3 separate regions of the Zea mays genome follow, and all the other regions are linked to region 3. Evidence: chromatin contacts called from public Hi-C data. All regions are on one chromosome and are shown on one strand. The core of a region is the stretch at or near the end of the contact, and the rest is flanking DNA. Distances in the headings are between cores, read along the strand shown. Region 1 holds the start of LOC100274287. Region 2 holds the start of LOC100281929 (tonoplast dicarboxylate transporter). Region 3 holds the start of LOC100275493 (carbonic anhydrase).

Region 1 (3,153 bases), core at 612-3,111, 280 kb after region 3:
CGTAGGGCGCCTTGACGAGCGCCAGCGTGAGGCAGCTCACCGCGGCGCACGGGCAGCAGCACAGCGCCACGCAGCTCGCCACCGCCGACGCGCCGCACGTCCCGCAGGACCGCCTGGAGCACCGCGTGGCCGCCTGCTCGTCTTCCTCCTCCGGCAGCGCGGGGAACCGGTACGGGCGCGCCGGCGTCGGGGTCGCCATTGCCCACCGCGCCGTCCCCGGCACCTCCCCAAATGGACTAGCGCGACGACTCCGTGCGTAAGCCGCTAGCTGCCGCCAAACCTCTGCTGTCTGTTCATGGTCATGAATAATCCAGGAGTTCGGTCATCGTTAGCGACCAAGAATGTTGCTAGTACCAGAGGTTAAGTTCTGAGTATCGACGCATCTTCTTCTGTTGACATGGAGTTCTGTGTTCCAGTAGCAGGTAGTCGGAATATTTCGCTAGTTCATATAAAAAACATTTCGCTGTCGCGGCATGCCGGTTCTTGCCGACTAGGGGGTGTTTGGTTGCTCTTGCTAAAGTTTAGCTCGGATCACATCAAGCGTTTAACTTTTAAATATGAGTATGAAATATAGACCCAACCAACTGGACTAGATTCGTCTCGTCTTTTAATCTTCAGCTGACAAATTAGTTTTATAATCCGACTACATTTAATAACCGGAACGGAGGTTCAAACATTCGATGGGATAGGGGCTAAATTTTAGCGGGGTGTAACCAAACACCCCCTAAACAAAAAAGTTAAGGCACCCACGCAAAAGCTTCGCTGATGTACCAGCTCTAGCAACAGTTAAGGTGCGCACGTCAGGACAGGACAAGACGGCTGCGTGCGAACACTACAAACGGGTGCCTGACCTTCTCTTCCCATAAGTAACGCTACCGCAGCGGGAACGGCTCCGTGCTCCGACACGACGCAGTGCAGACCCAAGCAACGGAAATGGTCTTCGAATATCGTTACCAAACTTCGATCAAGTAAACTAAATTCAAAACGTCAGACACTGTACTGCGTCGTCTTGTGATGGCAACCCTCACCTGCTACGAGACCACGACGGTTGGTTCCAGTCTACGAACAGCACGACGCATTTCTACTATCCTATCTATACCCTGTACCTATGAACAGCATTTCTTTTTTCTCTTTTGTCGAAACGAATGACAAGCACTCGTTATTATTGGTTTTCTTGATGGGTACGCCTAATATGTATCCAACAATATGTCCACTTAAATCCTTCCACTATCACATGATGTAGCTTTATAAAAAAGCCCTAATAAACTACAACTGTATCTACCGTTGGATTTAGATCTACCAGACAAAAAAAATATACTCACACCCAATATATATTTCTATATTAGTCGGTGCCTTTCTCTGTTTATGTCAACTACTAGTGCTAGTTTCCTGATAAAGCGGTGGGAGCAACTGACCGATCCGAACAACGGCACCGCGGCCGTTCGGCTTCGAGGCGACGCAGGTGAATCGACGGCATTTGTTTTTCTAGTATCTAGCGTTGCTATCTTGGATTAAACACTGATCACGCCATGAATGGTATAGCATCGATAAGAGAACGCGCGTGGCCAACGATGTGCGGAGAAGAACGGCGCGTACCCGGGGCAATAACGCCGTGGATCGAAACCCTCCTCGCTTCGCCGGACGCGAACTCCCACGATCACGCCGGGCGAGTGGCGGGCGGCGGGCGGCGTAGAGGACAACGCCGATCCAGAAACCCCGGGAGGGGACACCCGTGACGACTGGCTGCCGCCGGACAGTCGGCTCAGCGAGACGGGGTGCTGATCGGCCGAATGGGATGAGACTTTAGAGCAATATAATCTAAAAATATCGATTGGGGGGTTCCGAGGAGGAGAAGACCGAGTGGAAACTAGGGTGAATGACTGTTTCTGTTCCTCTCGCTAACAGTTCGCCTTCTTTTATACAGAGAGTGGACTGTTTCGTGCCAACTGAACAACGGTTCCCCTTCTCTCTTTTTCTCCACCGATTTGAGGAACTGAACACCAATATCGGTTTTTTTTTTTTTTGACAGATACCACTGGACAACACTTTTGCGACGGCATTGCGTCGTGTAAGAATGCAACTGGCGGTAAGCCTCAATCAAAGCTCGTAGTAAGTTCTGCAGGCCCAGCAGAGCCCATCATCTTCTCTTGCCAGTACGGCCCTGCAATAGAGCTCAGCGGCGCGGAATTTTCCTTTTCGCTTTCATTTTGACATTTTTTTATGATATGAAAGTTGTATTATGAAACAACATTTACTACAAATTTTGTTTAAAAAGCATGCCCCAGGTACATTTTTCAAACAACTACAATATAATATTTTTACTTCGACGGCTCAAAAACTATCGCCTAAAAACTGTCAAGGGCTTCCCGTATCCCTCACTCGCTTTGGTGGGTCTCCTAATGTTGTCTCCAACATTTATCTTATATCATTTTTTATTTTAAATTTCACTCTAGGATAATCTACACAAACTAATGCGGAGGGCCTAATAGATTGAAACCCACCCCAAATCTATTCTAACCCATCACAAATGAGTCATTTTCTTCAACCCAACCCAACCTAATAATTCAACCAAATAACTCACCCTAACCCACCTACATCTATTGGGTTCAGCCTATTACCTAAACTCATGAAAGATTCAGATTCACTAGAGTGGATTCGTTACTGTGTTCGGACTGAAACATTTCATTAGAATAGTAATGGAGGTGATTTGTGAATGGGCTCCGCATGATAATCAGCCAAATTGTATAGAAATCTTAAGCTATATACACATGTGGGCCCCACCTTAAAAGTCGGACCCAAAAAATTAAAGTCTCACGTTTACACCTTAAAATTTTCACAAAATTAATTGAATTTTATTGAAAATAGCTAAGAATGATAGCTTGCTAAAATTAATTGTATTTTATTGGAAATAGCTAAGAATGATAGCTTGCTAATTTATGTGTAATACTATAGCTAGATCCAAATATAGGTCCCCACCTTAGAAGTCGGACCCTAAAACTAAAACATCGCATTCACATTTTTTAAATTTTCACGAAATTAATAGATTTTAAAAAAAATATTAAGAACAATAATCCACTAATTTATATGTAACAATGTAGCTAGATCCACATGTAGGTCCCACCTTAGAAGAAGGCTAGGAGCATTTAGTAGCAG
Region 2 (3,396 bases), core at 365-2,864, 420 kb after region 3:
CAACGGTCGTCCCGCGTCATTTTTTTTACAAATAACCCCTTACAGCTATTTCAAATTAACCAACCCGCTGCACGCCTATAGATGGCCAAACAGCGGCCCGGCACGAGCCAGACGCCCGCGGGTCACAACTCTGGCCCAGACACGTCATGTCGACCTGCTGACTGTGTCGGGCCAGCCCATTAGCCTGTCGGCCCATTTGATTAAATCAGCGTAAAATGTTAAAAAACGGTGGAGTTCGAACCCATGTCCTGATGGAAGAAGGGCGAGAGACATTGGATGAAGCTGTCTAACTAGTAGAACATCATGCGTAGATATTTTTAATATTGAATATAAATTATATATATATATATGTATATACATTTTTTTGTAAAATAAAAAAAATATAATCATGTCGAGCCGGGCCAGCACTACGGGCCGAGGCTACAGCCCAAGCACGACACGTCGTTTTTGGCTCTTGTAAGCATTAGGTCGTTACGTCACGTCGTTTTTGGCTCTTGTAAGCATTAGGTCGTTTCTCAGACCACATTGGCGCAAGGGACTCAATGGTGTTTGAGGTTGCTAAATTGGATGGAGCAACAATGATTTGTCACACTAACAGTAAAATGAAAGGTTATTTGTTGGTTTTAAACGTTAGTAATTGCTATGAAGTAGCATAATTTATCTTGTAAGCATTAGGTCGTTACGTCACGTCGTTTTTGGCTCTTGTAAGCATTAGGTCGTTTCTCAGACCACATTGGCGCAAGGGACTCAATGGTGTTTGAGGTTGCTAAATTGGATGGAGCAGCAATGATTTGTCACACTAACAGTAAAATGAAAGGTTATTTGTTGGTTTTAAACGTTAGTAATTGCTATGAAGTAGCATAATTTATGTGGAGTGCATCTAGCTTTTATTAATGTCTGATTTTAGCAATCACTCCATATTTTGATCTATCTTTTTTATAAGTTTGAGTTCATGTAACTTATTTTAGAAACTTGAGCCCACAAACTTTCTCTTATTTGGTCTCTGTATGATGAAATTATCTTATTTTATAATCTCTGTTCGTTCAGTCGGTCGTTCTGAACTCTCTTCTGATCTAATCGCTCACTTCATTGAGCGTGTTGTACCAAAACATATTAGATGGAGTAAACAATAACATCAGTTAGCCAAATAAAAAATATTATACGGATAGCGGAGACAATTAATAAAAAATCTTGAATTTTTTTTGGTGAATAGTTTATATGGGTATAGTTATAAACCGTCGCAATGCACGGTCAACCGACTAGTTTTTAAATAAAGACACTGTTGAAAGACGTTTTACAATCCTAAATCGTATATTTTAAAATATAATTTTATTTAGTACCCCTCTTGGAAATGCTCTAAAACATCCGATTGCCTCCCGATGTAGGCTGGTGGGGGCATGTGCCATGTGGACGCAGCCGATTACCTCCCGAATTCGTGTCCATCAAATAACCCACGCGCACCCTTCACCCATATGCGATATGCCTGTCGCCGTCCTGGCCAGCATGTTTTTAGCGCGCAATTATTACCATGTTACTGCCAGATCAGCACACTTCTCCGTCCATCGCGCGCGCAGGCTACAAAGACGAACGAACTCGCAGCCGCCACGCCTCAAACAGCGGCAACCGACCGACGGAACGAAGCAGCCGGTCGCGGTGCCGATGGACAAGCGCGGCAGCTTCGGGGGGACCTCGTCCGACGACGTGGAGGCGCCGCTGCTCCCGCCGCCCGCGCGCGACGACGGGGCACAGGAGTTGCGGTTGCCGCCGTCCTGGGTGCGCGCGCTGCTCGCGCACAGGTATCCGGCCGTGGCGGCTGGCCCCGCGGCAGCAGCGGCCGTGTGCGCGCTCGTGGACCTCGCCGTCGGCGGGGGCGCCCACGCCCACCACCACCGAGAGGCGCGCAACATGCTCGCAGTGCTCGCCTGGGTCTTCCTCTGGTGGGTCACGGGCGCCGTGCCGCTGGCCGTCGCCTCCATGGCGCCGCTCTTCCTCTTCCCGCTGTTCGGCGTCTCCTCCGCGGACGCCGTCGCCAAGGCCTACATGGACGACGTCATCTCGCTCGTCCTCGGCAGCTTCATACTCGCTCTCGCCATCGAACACTACCAAATCCACCGCCGCCTCGCTCTCAACGTACGCGCCGCCCTCCCCCCGATTCCCTGCCTAATCGATGGTCACTAACTCCTCACCGTGTGGGTCTGGCCATCTGGGCACGCGCGCAGATCACGTCGCTCTTCTGCGGGGACCCGGTGCGGCCGCCGCTGTTGCTGCTGGGCATCACCGGCACCACTTTCTTCGTCAGCATGTGGATCCACAACACGGCGTGCACGGTCATGATGATGCCCGTGGCGACGGGGATCCTGCAGAGGCTGCCGCGCGGGGGCGCCGGGGCCGGGACCGGGGCGCACGACGAGGTCCGCCGCTTCTCCAAGGCCGTGGTGCTCGGCGTCGTGTACGCGTCGGCCATCGGCGGGATGGCCACGCTGGCGGGCACCGGCGTCAACATCATCCTCGTCGGTATGTGGTCCACCTACTTCCCGGAGCAGGAGCCCATCACCTTTAGCTCCTGGATGTCCTTCGGCCTCCCCATGGCGCTCATCCTCTTCTTGGCACTCTGGATCACACTCTGCCTCATGTTCTGCTCCAACAACACGGGAAAGGCACTCTCCGGTTACCTGGACAGAAGCCATCTCAGAAGAGAGCTCAGCTTGTTAGGTAGTACAGTATCTAATAAGCATTTCTGTTTCTATCTAGTAAAGCTTTCCTTTCTGAAGCTTTGTCGACAAGATCTTCTTTATTTTACTCGCAATTAAAAGTATACCGCTGACTGAACATGGCATTCATCATTCAATATCTTTCCCACCATTTAGGAAACGTTACCCAACATTTGGGTCAGACCTCGGCACGTTTAAATTCCATGTTTCAGAACAATTCACTCATCCAGTGCAATCCAGGGGACTACTTATCTGAAGAAACTATTCTTCTGAACCATGCAGGTCCAATGGTATTTGCAGAGAAGATGGTCTTGGCAGTGTTTGGGGTAAATTCCACTTCTTTCCCAACGCATGTTCTACCTTATCTGTGTCATCGATTTTCTCTTCCAAAGATGGTCACATATTATACAGGGTTGCTCTTGTGTAACACACTGTAAATTTTGTAGGGTTTCTGACACACTGAAATGGATAAATTTTGCAGGGTCTAATTGTGCTATGGATGACTAGGAACCTTACAGCTGACATACCAGGGTGGGGGGCTCTCTTCCACAACAATGTCGGAGACGGAACAGTCACCGTAAGTGCACGCAGACGAAAAGTTATCAAGCCATGCATCTCTTAATCTCACAACTCACTCTCGGTTCAGATCATGATGGCCACGCTACTCTTCATAATTCCAAGCCGG
Region 3 (3,305 bases), core at 271-2,770:
AAATAAAGCCCATCCCCTCTGATTCAGTATGCAGAGGCAAATTTTTTGTTCCTCCAAAAAAGAATGCAGAAGAACTTCCTTTTTTTTCTCCCCCCTCAAAAATCTCTCTGTTAGGACTAGTTTGATAATTACATCTTTTTCAAAAGATTCTTATTTTCAAAAAAAAATGAACTAATTTACCTTAGGAAAATGAAAATCTCGTGGGAAAACGAGGTTCCCAAACTAGCACTTAGATATAGTTCCTTATTGCTATCTAAAAGACTTCGTCGTCCGACGGTGAAACAAAGCAAAATAACGCGACGCAGGAAATCATGGGAAGTTACACATGCATACATAGAAAGGTTAAACTGACGTCGATGGCCACTAGTAGTGGCGCCTTTTATTTGATGGTCGTCGGTTATTCAACTGCCTGGATATATATGCGTCATGGATCAAACGGAACTCAAAAGCCAAAAGACGCGGACGATTATTAGCTATCACTACACATGTCCATGACCCCACTGCATAAACTGGTCTTATCGCTTTAGGAAAAAGCCAGCCATATACTTTATTTCACGCGCGCTCGACGTCACTACTCCTCTTTCATTCAACTCGAGACTTTTTTTTTCTGGGTGGAATTCTGTTATACTGAAAGGATATATACGTAGTAGTTGCCTTCAAACTAGCACTATCGTTGGCCGTCATCTTTTTGGAAACACCTCCCTTCGGGAATATTCTATTGGAGATGGCTGACATGCGTATGTCGTCGGTAGCTACTAGCTGATGGGAAAATGATCTAAATTACTATCATCATCACTAGCTATTCCCTCCGTCAGAAATAGATGCATTATATATAGATCTAACGTATATATCAAACTGCCTTGAATTTGATTATAGATTTGACAGAAAGAATTAATTCAAACAAAAATTTATGTACAGTGTAGTGTGCCATATTTACGTACCATGAAATATATTTTTGATAGTACGCCTGTTTTGATGTTATATAAATGATATATAGCTAAATTTAAGGGAATTTAAGATGAAGCTAAGAGTGGCGTCTTCTTGGGATGTGCATTATACTTATATTACAGTCGGATTTTGATTGGGTTTCCAGAATATCCTGCATGCTTGGTCGTGTCCTCCTAGATAATGGGAGCAAGGACTTTTGGTTGCATGAGTGCATTTCGTGCCCAAAACAGCAAGGTCGTCAGTAGTGCCGACTAGTCAGTACTTGGTTATTAGAGCTGGATGAAGCGAAGGCGTACGTGGATAGAATATATAGAAACGAGGACATGCATGCTGTACAGTGCATGATGTGCTCGCTGTGCAGTGAGCCATGCATGCATTAATTGTCGTACTCCGTACGCACGTACGTACCACGACGGTGGCGGGGGCGGCGAAGACGGGGGCGTTCCGGATGAGCCTGGGCCTGGGGCGGCCGGAGCCGGAGCCGGAGGAGGAGGACGGCGCGGGGGTGGCGAGGCTGGCGACGATGCTGGATGTGGTGGCGCGGACGGGCAATGTGTACATTGATCGTGCGAGTGCCGCTTATCGTGCCCCCTGTACGCGCTGCCTCCTTATACACACGGGGCGCACGCGTGGCGACAAGGCCGTTACAGCCCCGCGGGCCGGGGGTGCGCATGTGTGGCGGCGGCGGTCCGCGAGCGCGGCGGCGTCGTGCGGCTCGCCTGCGCCGGTGGATGCGGGCCACTCGGCGCCTCATCCGCCAGCGCGCCACTCGCTGCCCTCCCCTCCCCCCCTCGCGCGCGAGATGGAACAGGACAGGACAGGACAGGGCTCGGGATAACGCGCGGCGGCACCGTGTGGCCGACGGGCGCGCGCCGGATGCACATCCGCGCGCGTCCTGGTCTGGACCACACGGGCGCGCGCGCGCGGCCGGGGGCAGGGGAAGCGGGAAATGATGAAACGCGCGGCGTCGGAGAAACGCTAGCTGGCCTGTGCGTGTCGCGCTCTCTCGCCGGATCACCGCCGTATCTAGTGGAGGTGCAGTTTGTGTGGACGCGATGCTACTGCGGCGAGGGAGCGTTGGCACCTTGCGTGCGGTGGCACAGGAGATGTGGACATGGAAGGAGAACGCGAGCAGAAGAAAACGAGGGGGCTTGCCTGCCGTAACGCCCAGACAAGGGCGGAGAAAGCGAGCTGTGTAGACTGTTGTTCTTGGCTACGAGAGAGACGTGCTTACTCTACTGCGCGTGTAATCTGTGATGCCAGCCCGGTGGTAAAAGAAAAGAAAAGAAAAAGGATTCTGAATCCTCTTTGCGGCATCACCGTTGCCCCGGCCTCATCTGCGGTCTCCCTGACCCTGCTATGGACTGGTGGTTGGCACTTGGCATGCAATGCAGGGACGCCGAGCGTTACAGACACAGTTGGGTGGGCCGTGGGCCTGCCAGCGATCAGGTGCTCCTTTTTTTTTTTCTTTAGCAGGAAAAGAACAGGGCGCTCTGCCATTGCACGCGAAAAGGCTACAGCAAAGTTTACACGGCGCCACGGCGGTTTAAAGAGTTCCCAGAAAAACAGAAAACAAAAGGAGGGGCAAAAAACTTAAAAACGGAGATGAAAAGGCTGCACCACAGTTGCCGTCAGCACTTTGGCTTTGCGCACAGATTAGTTATCTCTATGGTGTGGCTCTATATAGTAGAAAGTCTTGTTGAATTAAACCTGCTACCTGTGCTGCGTTTTGTTGTCAAAAGTTCTAGGCATCATTCATCATCACGTTGGGTGCAAGATGTGGCTGCCGTCGTTTGTTGATCACCGGGGAGGATGGTTCGGTGGTGCTGTCAGATCTAACGCATGGTTGGTCACTGGGCCAGCAGTGCCCAGTGGCAACTGGCAAGGCAGCACGTACACGAGGTGGACTTGGAGGTTGAGAGTTGAGACGCGTCGTCGAAATGCTAGCTCTGCTAGTCTCTGGTTCAGGATCGATAATAATAAGCTTCCGAGTGAAGAGGAAACTGTGTGCCAACACTGTTATGAATTCAGCCCATGGGCTGGTTGGGCAACCAAAAGCCTCGGAGGCCTGCTGACATGGGCGGGGCCAGGCCGTTAGGCGTTAGCCTATGCGCAGATTGGCTGGCTGCTCATGTACAAAGTGTCCCCCAGTGGGGTAACTGGGTACTGGGCTAATTGAGCTTGAAATGTCGTTCGAAAACCTGGTTTTCAAACAACAGAACAAGTGAGGGGTGGTATAGAATTGTGAAGCTTCTGGATCCAGGCTGCAGCGCCCCAGAGCTGACATGTCTCACTGGAATATGCAATATAGTTTAAACATATATATACCACTCTTGACAGAGTTGTGAGAGAGAAGT

The links. Hi-C and Micro-C count contacts between places; a contact is called where the count stands out from the background.
Region 1: a contact with region 3 is called in a Hi-C map of ear, with 1.8 times the contacts expected there. The contact joins the promoter of LOC100274287 here to the promoter of LOC100275493 in region 3. A contact is called at or near these places in 4 of 25 Hi-C or Micro-C datasets (bundle sheath, ear, leaf and 1 more).
Region 2: a contact with region 3 is called in a Hi-C map of bundle sheath, with 3 times the contacts expected there. The contact joins the promoter of LOC100281929 here to the promoter of LOC100275493 in region 3. A contact is called at or near these places in 2 of 25 Hi-C or Micro-C datasets (bundle sheath and leaf).

What each region holds. Positions count from the first base shown.
Region 1 is chr3:221,275,675-221,278,827 of Zm-B73-REFERENCE-NAM-5.0, forward strand. LOC100274287 reads right to left here and starts at 1,862. Exons shown (of 2, transcript NM_001148651.1): 1 at 1,597-1,862; 2 at 1-289. The coding sequence starts at 199.
Region 2 is chr3:221,416,004-221,419,399 of Zm-B73-REFERENCE-NAM-5.0, forward strand. LOC100281929 (tonoplast dicarboxylate transporter) reads left to right here and starts at 1,615. Exons shown (of 6, transcript NM_001371797.1): 1 at 1,615-2,130; 2 at 2,220-2,712; 3 at 2,994-3,037; 4 at 3,193-3,288; 5 at 3,358-3,396. The coding sequence starts at 1,660.
Region 3 is chr3:220,993,389-220,996,693 of Zm-B73-REFERENCE-NAM-5.0, forward strand. It overlaps LOC100275493 (carbonic anhydrase), which reads right to left and starts at 1,521. Exons shown (of 14, transcript NM_001153360.2): 1 at 1,357-1,521.